2 separate regions of the Mus musculus genome follow, and region 2 is linked to region 1. Evidence: chromatin contacts called from public Hi-C data. All regions are on one chromosome and are shown on one strand. The core of a region is the stretch at or near the end of the contact, and the rest is flanking DNA. Distances in the headings are between cores, read along the strand shown.

What was found. A called contact is a pair of places that touch in the nucleus more often than the background predicts.
Region 2: a Hi-C map of the N1E-115 cell line shows a contact between it and region 1, with 5 times the contacts expected there. The contact joins the promoter of Islr2 here to the enhancer-like site in region 1. A contact is called at or near these places in 18 of 39 promoter capture datasets (the C10 cell line, the HPC-7 cell line, the SN4741 cell line and 14 more), 2 of 15 datasets of contacts at CTCF or cohesin (the NIH/3T3 cell line and large pre-B cells), 27 of 484 Hi-C or Micro-C datasets (the 3T3-L1 cell line, the G1E-ER4 cell line, the HPC-7 cell line and 17 more), 23 of 115 datasets of contacts at active chromatin or transcription factors (the SCID.adh cell line, SST interneurons, bone marrow-derived macrophages and 15 more) and 4 of 9 other capture datasets (adipose tissue, embryonic stem cells, liver and 1 more).

What each region holds. Positions count from the first base shown.
Region 1 is chr9:58,069,136-58,073,300 of GRCm38.p6, reverse strand. It overlaps Ccdc33 (coiled-coil domain containing 33), which reads left to right. Exons shown (of 20, transcript NM_001166282.1): 9 at 3,335-3,464; 10 at 4,079-4,165. It also overlaps a transcript of Stra6 not described here. Among named protein-coding and RNA genes, the nearest start is that of Gm16130, 39 kb to the right of the region's middle. Within about 2 kb of position 2,155, at least 2 of the 459 cell types and tissues checked have an H3K27ac peak or open chromatin away from gene starts, as enhancers often do. A contact at or near this core is called in the N1E-115 cell line, where this site is marked.
Region 2 is chr9:58,199,792-58,203,956 of GRCm38.p6, reverse strand. It overlaps Islr2 (immunoglobulin superfamily containing leucine-rich repeat 2), which reads left to right and starts at 1,672. Exons shown (of 3, transcript NM_177193.5): 1 at 1,672-2,005; 2 at 2,585-2,677; 3 at 3,974-4,165. The coding sequence starts at 3,982. It also overlaps the pseudogene 1600029O15Rik.

The sequences.
Region 1 (4,165 bases), core at 906-3,405:
AAGCAAGCAAGGCACACCTTTCCCTGAACTCCATGCTTCCCTTGAACCCCTCATCGCCTCACATAGAGGACCAAGCCCCTGCTAGCTATGCTGCTCACCCAGCCTCAGTGCTCATTGCTCCAGTTCTCACCCAACCTCAGGGAAGAACTCACTCACCCAGCATTCTCTGCGTCTGTCCTCTATCACCTCCAGCCTTGGCCTCAGCCCTTGGCTCTTCCCTGTGGCTCCTACAATAGTTTGCTCAGGCCCCTATATGATGGCATGGGCGGGTGTTTATTTACAAGCATATATGTGCTCTATGCTCTTAGAAGATAGGCTCCAGGAAGGGGCAGAGTCGGCCTCTTGCTCTCCCGTGGTCCCTGCAATATCCTACAAGTGTCTGTCATGGCATCCCAGGCAACGCTTGCTGAGTTTGTTCAAACTGAACTTTTTTTTGCCTTCTAACAAAATACCCATTGTCTCCTTCAATCTTGCAAACTGTTGGCTTTTCAAAGTGCGGAGCACAAGCCATCTGACAGAAAAACTAGGTCCCAAAGAGGGGAAAGGGCCTGCTGTTACCCAAACAATAAGCTTAACCTGGTCCCTGGGCCCAGAACTAAGGGTCCTAGCTTGCTGGAAGTCCCAGCCAGCACAACCCGCTAACAGCTCTTCCTCCCAGAGTGACTCTACTGTGCCTGGGCATAACAGACTGCAGTGGCTGAGGTAAGAGTGAGTGTAGCTTCAGAAGAAATAGGAGGAGGACAAGGGACAAGGGTCCACAGAATGAAGGCTCTGTCTCCAGGGAAGGCAGGTCTGCCTCAATGGCAGAGGGTTAATGGCTTTTCTGAAGATCACAGCTGAGGGTTAATCATATTCCTTAATTCTGAAACCCACCATAGCCTTTCCCATTAGCATCTTCGGGCCATGTCTACCCTATGCCCACCCCACCCCCTTACCCCTGCACAGCGTAAGGACCAGCCAATAGCACCTTTACTTTCACAAAGCTCTGAAAACAAATTGTTATTTAGCCCTGAGTCCTACGTGCGCTCGTGTGTGTGTGTGTGTGTGTGTGTGTGTGTGTGTGTGTGTGTGTTTTGAGAGGGGTGGTAACGGGGAGAGGGAGAGGGAGAGAGAAGATATGAGTATGATTCACCCTCCCCCAATTCTAGGTATGAAGGGATTTCTCCTGGGAGACTTACCCTGGGAACCCATTCAGGGAAAGGACTGTCCCTCCCTGGGCAGGCAACCACTTACCACCTCTTGCCGTGTAGAATCCATTTAGATCTGTTAATAAGTCCCAAAGCAGACAGCTAGCATCCATTAAAGAACCCTTTCTCAGGATAGGGACAATAAATGAGGCAGCAGGAAACTGAGTCACAGTCCCTCCCCCCTGAGGGCCCCAGGGCCTGGCAGCTAACCTAGGCAATGTGGCTACCTTCTTCTGATACCCAGGAGAAGGGAATGACTCTGGGGGGGGGGGGTGTCACAGTGTATGAATCAATTCTGAGAAATCAATACCAGGTCCCACAGAGCTTACGGCTGGCCTCTGTGGCCTAGGCTGCTGACCAGCCAACTTCCACCATGACATCTTAGGGATGTGCCCATGACTCCAGCCACTGTCTAGTGTTCAGGAACATCTGTCCCTGTGTTCATCACAAACCGTCTCCTTGGGGACAGGGAAAGATTATCAGCTCAGCCTCGGACAAGACTCCCGAGGACCAGAGCAGCCCGTTAGTATGACAGACATGAGAGCTCTGTCCCATCAGAAGTAGTACTGATATCCCTCCACCTAGCATCAGTAACTCCTGGAGTGCTTGTGTTGACCTTTTCCCATGATTATTAATCCCCTCGAGGAAGCAAAAGGTAGGAGCACTGCCACTGTTGCTGACAGCCCCTGGCTCAGCATCTCTTCCTCCCAGCAGGGCTCTACTGGGAGCAGGCAGCCCCACTGAGGCCCTGCAGGGCTCTATGCAAGAGAGTTACAGGCTGTTCTCCCACCTTCCTATTTATGTGGGCTCTGTGCTTTCCCATGAGTTCCGGCCTCCAGGGTCCTTCACACATGCTGAGCTCCGCGTCACCCCCACACTTTGTTACTTGTTTTCATTCTTCCTCCAGAAGCCCCTTCCTCCTTTTTCACTTTGCCACACCTTCCAGCCTCCTCTGGGATTAGTCAGTACTCTCACATTTTGTCTTCCAAGCCTTCTCCATGCATGTGCCCATCTGCTGCCTGACAGTAAAGCCAGATAAACGCAGGGTCTGAAATCTGAAGCCCCGTGTGGCCTTCTGAATGGGGCTGGAGGAGCATGCATGGAACAGAAAGAGGCTGAGTATGAAAACAGTGCACACATCTAGCATGTACCCTAGAGCATGGGAATTCTTTAACTGAACAGTTACCTCGGGTATTTGTGCTTAGAAAATAGTCTGGGATGCAGAGGGATGTGTCGAAGAGCATCCAGCTCGATGTTGTCATAGATTTAAAAAAAAAATCTTTTTAATGGGACAGCAAAATGTCTCTGAGGGTTAAGACACCTGCTGCCAACCCTAACAATCTGAGTTTGATTACCCAAACCCTAACACGTGATGGGAGGAGAGAGCTAACTCATGCAAGTTGTTCTTTGACCTCTGCATATGTAATGTGGCTCAGGTGTGCTTGTATGCACACACACATACACACATACATGCACACACATGCACACTCATGCACACACATATGCGCACACATTTACAGGCACACACATGTACACACGTGCTACACTCATGTGCATGCGTGCACATACTCACATGCCTACACACACACACAAATTAAGAACTTGAAGAGGACAACTCAGGGCAGTTGAACAGGACAAAGCATCATCTAGAGAATGCTAGGTGGGTTCTGGTTTGGGTTTTATACAACCCAGGCTGGACTAGATCTCTTGACATAGCTGAGGTTGTCTTCCAACTCTTTATATGGCCCAAGTTATCCTAGAACTCCTAATCCTCCTGCCTCTACCTCTCACGTGCTGGGATTATAGGTCAATGCCACCAAACACAGAGTATCTTGAAGTTACTAAGGTCATGAGTAATGAGATTTTCTTGAGACTCTGGGTATGCTTAGGCTTTGACTGTAAGTGGGAAAGGACAGAATGATAATTATACATATAAAATATATACAGAAAAAATGAGAACACAGTACTGAGTGGTTGTCTTAACGTAAGAATTTAGTAGTTATCCTAGTATTTATTTATTTATTTACTTATTTACTTATTTATTTTTCACTTTTGATAACTGAGACAAACACTTGGGGCAAGTAAGAGACACATGTACAACCGAATCTGAAGGAAGGTATAACCCACATCTGTTCTCACTCTTCCAGCTGTCCAAGCCTGGGGGACCCCCAGAGCAGCCCTTGTGGAACCAGTCCTTCCTCTTCCAAGCCCGAGATGGGGCCACCAGTTTCTCAGAGAACACAGCCCTGGTGCTGGAGTACTACCCCTCTGCCTCAAGTAAGTATCCAGTATCCCATCAGGACAAAGTTCATCAAGAGAGTCCGGTGAAGGGATGTTTGGGCTACCTGCCTCTGTCTCCTGCAAGGACTGCGTTTGGGCCTCCAGGAGCCAGGAAGCCCCCAGTGCAGGCAGTCCCTAGGGTAGCTGCAGAGCATAGGCCAGGACTCTCAGGCCAATCCTTACCTGGATAGCATAAGTGTCCCTCAGTGAGGAGAGAGTATACACAGGAGTATACGGCAGAAGAAGTAGCTGATCTCAAGTTCCAATCCCATAGTCTAAACTGAGGCACACACTCACTCAGAGGACAGAGACAGGGCAATCCAGAAAACTACCAATGGATATAGAATCTGCTTAGAGCTCATGCTGAGCTGATAAATCTCTGAAGAACCAAATAGGCAGTGTGTGTGTGTGTGTGTGTGTGTGTGTGTGTGTGTGTGTGTGTGTGTGTAAGGGAAACAGGAGGTAGGGAAGTAGAGTCATTGGGGACCCAGAGAGCTATGTGTCCATAACCAAGGATAGAGTCTGGGAAATACCTAAAAACCCATCTAAGAAGCCGGGGCAGTGTAACGGGTAGTCACTGACAGGACCTGATTTGGCCTTTCCTCACACAGTGCAAAGCAGTGAGCCATGGGCCCTCAACCAGCCCCTGGGTGTATCGGTGTTACCACTGAAATCTCGTCTATACCACAAGATGTTGA
Region 2 (4,165 bases), core at 423-2,922, 130 kb before region 1:
TCTTCCTTCCAGCCCTCGGCCCTTCGCTCCTCCTAAGTTATCCCTCTGCAGGCTTGCGTCCCTCCAAACTCAAAAAAAGAGAGCTGACTAGAAGTAAAAATCGGATGAGTGGATGTTCACTGGCGGAGGAACGCCCACGCCTTGCGTCTTTCTCTCCCCCACCAGGAAAGTCCTCAGGATTCTCCATCCCAGAACACTAAGAACAGCAGAACGTCCCTCTGCTGCCACACCCTCTTCTGGTGCGAGGCACCCCCCACCCCCTCAAGGTTGCTAGAACATGAACAATACGACAGACATTCCTCTTACTTTGCAGACAAAGAAGTCGGTATCGGGCGGCTATTCCAAATCTCTGAGGCCTTGTCCCAGGTTAGAGCCTTGTGCTGGACGGCCTCAGACGTACAGGATTCCAGGCAGGGAGGAGTCAGAGTTCTCATCTCCTCTCCCTTCTCAAAGACATCTTCCCTGGATCGCTCAAGCACCCTCTCCTGGTTCGGTCTGTGGGGTTTCCAGGCCCGAGCAGGTGTGAAGTTCTAGATTCCGAACTTGGCTGAGTTTGTGGGGGTCCCATCAGCCCGTAGCCAGGAGTAGGAAAGAGGGAGGGACCAAAGTGAGCACACACCAGTGTGTTCATATTTAATTTACAAAGGAGCCTCAGAAACCCTGCCGGGTGGTCCCTTTAGATGCAGCGTTCTTCCTGCATCTCTCTGCGCCCCCCTCCCTAGCTCATTAAAATGCTTAACACTCAAATCGGGGTATTGATCTCTGCAGAGGCCCCAAACACACTGCCATCCAACCAAGACAGAAGACTGACTCTGATGAGGGCTGGGAGACCCCAGCACCCCAGTATTACAGTGTATATGAAAGAGAAGGAGGGGACTCTCTACACATCTCTCAAAATCTATGCCCCCTTACCAGTTCTGGCTAGCAGCTCTGTCTCCTGGGATGCCATAGGCGGGGGAGTGAGATGATGCATTTTAGTCAAATCCCTAGACATCCCTTGAAATTCTCCTGCTCATCGCTAAAAGAAATGTCCAGGGTTTGCCAAAGAGAACAGCGAGTCCCGAGTCTGCTGAGGCCAGCTGTTACATGAGGGTGTGAGATGGCAGGGCGGTGGCTGCTGCCTAGGCTTTCACAGTGTGTGTGTGTGTGGGGGGGGTGCGAGCATGCAGGGGTTGATGGCCAGCTTGCTAGAGATGCTGAGAGGATACTGAGGAGCGGGGTGGTGGTGCAGGAAATGCTCAGGGGTTGTAAGTCCCTAGTCCACAGCACTCAAGAGGAGCAAACGGTTTTTGTAACTATCCTGGTCCCTGTAGCCACTATTAGTGGGCAACCTTGGTGTCCTGTTAGCCCGCAGCAAGCAAGGGCAGAGTGAGACACTTGGGTGAGTTCAACCTAATGTTTTAGGAGCTCAGAAGACACCCACTCCACTGTGAGCACTAGGTAGCCCACGGGCAGTGGAGTGCACGCGCTGGTTTTGCCACAAAAGACCTGAGCGTGGAGTTCAGGCTCAAGAGGCTGAGCAGGGTCTGCGATGGGCTGGGGAGGTGGGCGTCTCCTCTCCGCGCACCCTGCAGGGCTGCGCCTACTAATCTGGCGAATTAGTCTGGCGGTGATTGGGGGTGGAGGGGAACCAGGATTTGTATCTGCCCAGATCCAGGCAAAATATGACAGAGAGGGTGAGGCGTTCTGCTAACACTATCAATTATGCATCGTGTTGAACGAAGCTTCGGGGAGGGGGAGGCTAGCAGGCGGCAGGAGGAAAAGGGTCCGGGAGAGCCAGGCAGCGCAGTTCAGCAGGTCCCACTGGAGGTCTTTCTGCGCCACTGCTTGCTTTGGAGAGGGGGGAAAAAAGTGTTTAAAGGCAAAGACACGCCCCTCCAGTCCTATGCTTTTCTTTCTCCCAAATTCCTCAAAGATGGTTTGTCTCACGTGTTGCGGGGCGTAGAACGGCTCGCATTCAATTAGAAGCGAAGCTCGCGGGCGCTGGCGGGACGGGCGCGTGAGGGTGAGTGAGCGTGGATATTTGTGTGCGCGCAAAAGAGAACGGTGAGTGTTTGAGTGAAGGTGTGCTTGTGAAAATGTGTGTGAAAGTAGGGAGAACTTAGCGCGTTGACGCGATTATTACATGTTGACGAGTAGTTCTAACCTGTGAAAGTCATGTGAAGATGTGTGTGTGTGTGTGTGTGTGTGTGTGTGTGTGTTGGGGAGGGGTTTGGAGACATAAGGAGGAATAGTGACAATGTCATCGAATGTGTAAATGTGGGGAGAAGTAGAAAATGGGTGCTAGGGGTACGGTGGGCTGGAAAGGGCGGAGCCTTGGGCTATGGGCGTATGGAGCCCCTTGAGACCGACAGGTCTCAGCCTGAGGTGAGTAGAGGATCTCTATGGCTTTAACAAATGTAAACGCAGCACGAGGTGGGAGACTGTGCGCGTTCCCGCCGAGCACGGGGGCGCGCGACCGCTCTCAAACCTGCAATCCTGGAGAAGTAGGGCGAACAGATAAGGAAAGAAAAAAATTGAAGTAGGACTTTGGGGCCAAGGGGAGTTCTTTCAATGCACTCCCCCTTTCTCCCCACCGCCACAGCAACAGATGCCAGAAGCTCCCTTAGACTGTCACCTGAGTCTGGAGACCGGCTCGCAGCCCCACAGCATCACACTGCAAGTCAGAGAGCAGCAGGTAAGCAGTGGAAGGGCCCCACAACCTCAGTCCACAGGGTCGATCCAGCCTAGTCAGGGTTGGGTGGCTGTCTGGGAGGAACAGGGAAGGGAGGTGCCTCCTTTAGGAGCAAAAGCAAGAAGGGACCCGCTAATCTCAGAGACAGGGTGTAGGAGAGGGTCTTCCAAGACTGACAGGACCCTCAAGTTGGGGCAGGGAGTCTGTGTTAATATATTTGTATGTCTAGAGACAGGGGATGCACTCAGGCGTCTTAAGGCTCTAGAGGGAAGTATAGAACCTTGGACTGTCTCCAGGCTTATTAGCTAGAGACTGTTCCCTAAAAACCTGTGGGCAGAGGGATTCGCCTGGGCTCTGTGAATCCAAAGAGGAAGCTTTATTGACTGTTTCCACAACATGCCTGCTCTAGTCAGGGGGTAGGATTTTCTTCTCAGAGGAAAGCATGGTTGAGCAGTTGTGACTTCCTGAGGGGAGCTGCAGCCCAGGGCAGGGAGGTGAGAAGGCAAAGTGGGTGGAGGCTGCCTAGATCCCCCACACCACACCTCACAAGTTCTCCATGTTGCATCGGCTAGGGGTTCGGTCTCAGAGTAGGGCAGTGTGGCACCTATGTCTCTGAGTGTGGCTGGTTCACATGAGGACTTGTGTCCCTGTGCCTGTCCCTTCTCACTGTACACAGGAAAGTGCTTTGCTTCCTGGTGGAGAACACTGTGGTAAAGCTGCATTGAGTTGGGAGAACAATGAGGTCCCCAGGGTATATTGTGTAGATGTTTGGGTTGCCCGTATTTTTGTGTCTATATAACTCATTGTGAACCTCCTAACAGAGTCTCGCTGCCTTGTAGTGGGATGCAGCAGGGAGATGCCTGAGTTTTTGTTTGCGCTGTTGTTGCTTGTGAGGAAGTGTGTGCGAGTGCTATGCGTGGGACAAAGGATTCCGAAGAAGACAGTTAGTCATGAACGAACATCTTTCTGCATCTCCATTTCACTGAATTAAATGAAGATAGAGAAAGAAGGGTCTGTATGGGGCCCATTGCAGACCACAAGCTTTGGAGGGGGCAGTTCCAGATAAGGGGATAGATGGGAGCTGGGGGTGGTGTGGGGGAGGATACTTCATGCCCTCTGGAGAAACAAGACAGTTTCTGAAAGCAAGCCTTCATTGAATATGCAGGCTTTCACTGGTCTCAATTCAGTAACCAAGGTGTCTGGAGCCTACATAGGTTTAGAAGGTAGAGTTTGTTAGGGGAGGGAGAGAGGTGTGGCATAAGTGACCATTTCCCCCTTCACCTTGACTTCCCTCTGCAGGAGTCACGATGGGGCCCTTTGGAGCCCTGTGTTTGGCCTGGGCTTTGCTAGGAGTGGTCAGAGCGTGTCCCGAGCCTTGCGCCTGTGTTGACAAGTACGCCCACCAGTTTGCAGACTGTGCCTACAAGGAGCTGCGCGAGGTCCCAGAAGGACTGCCAGCCAACGTGACCACGCTTAGTCTGTCTGCCAACA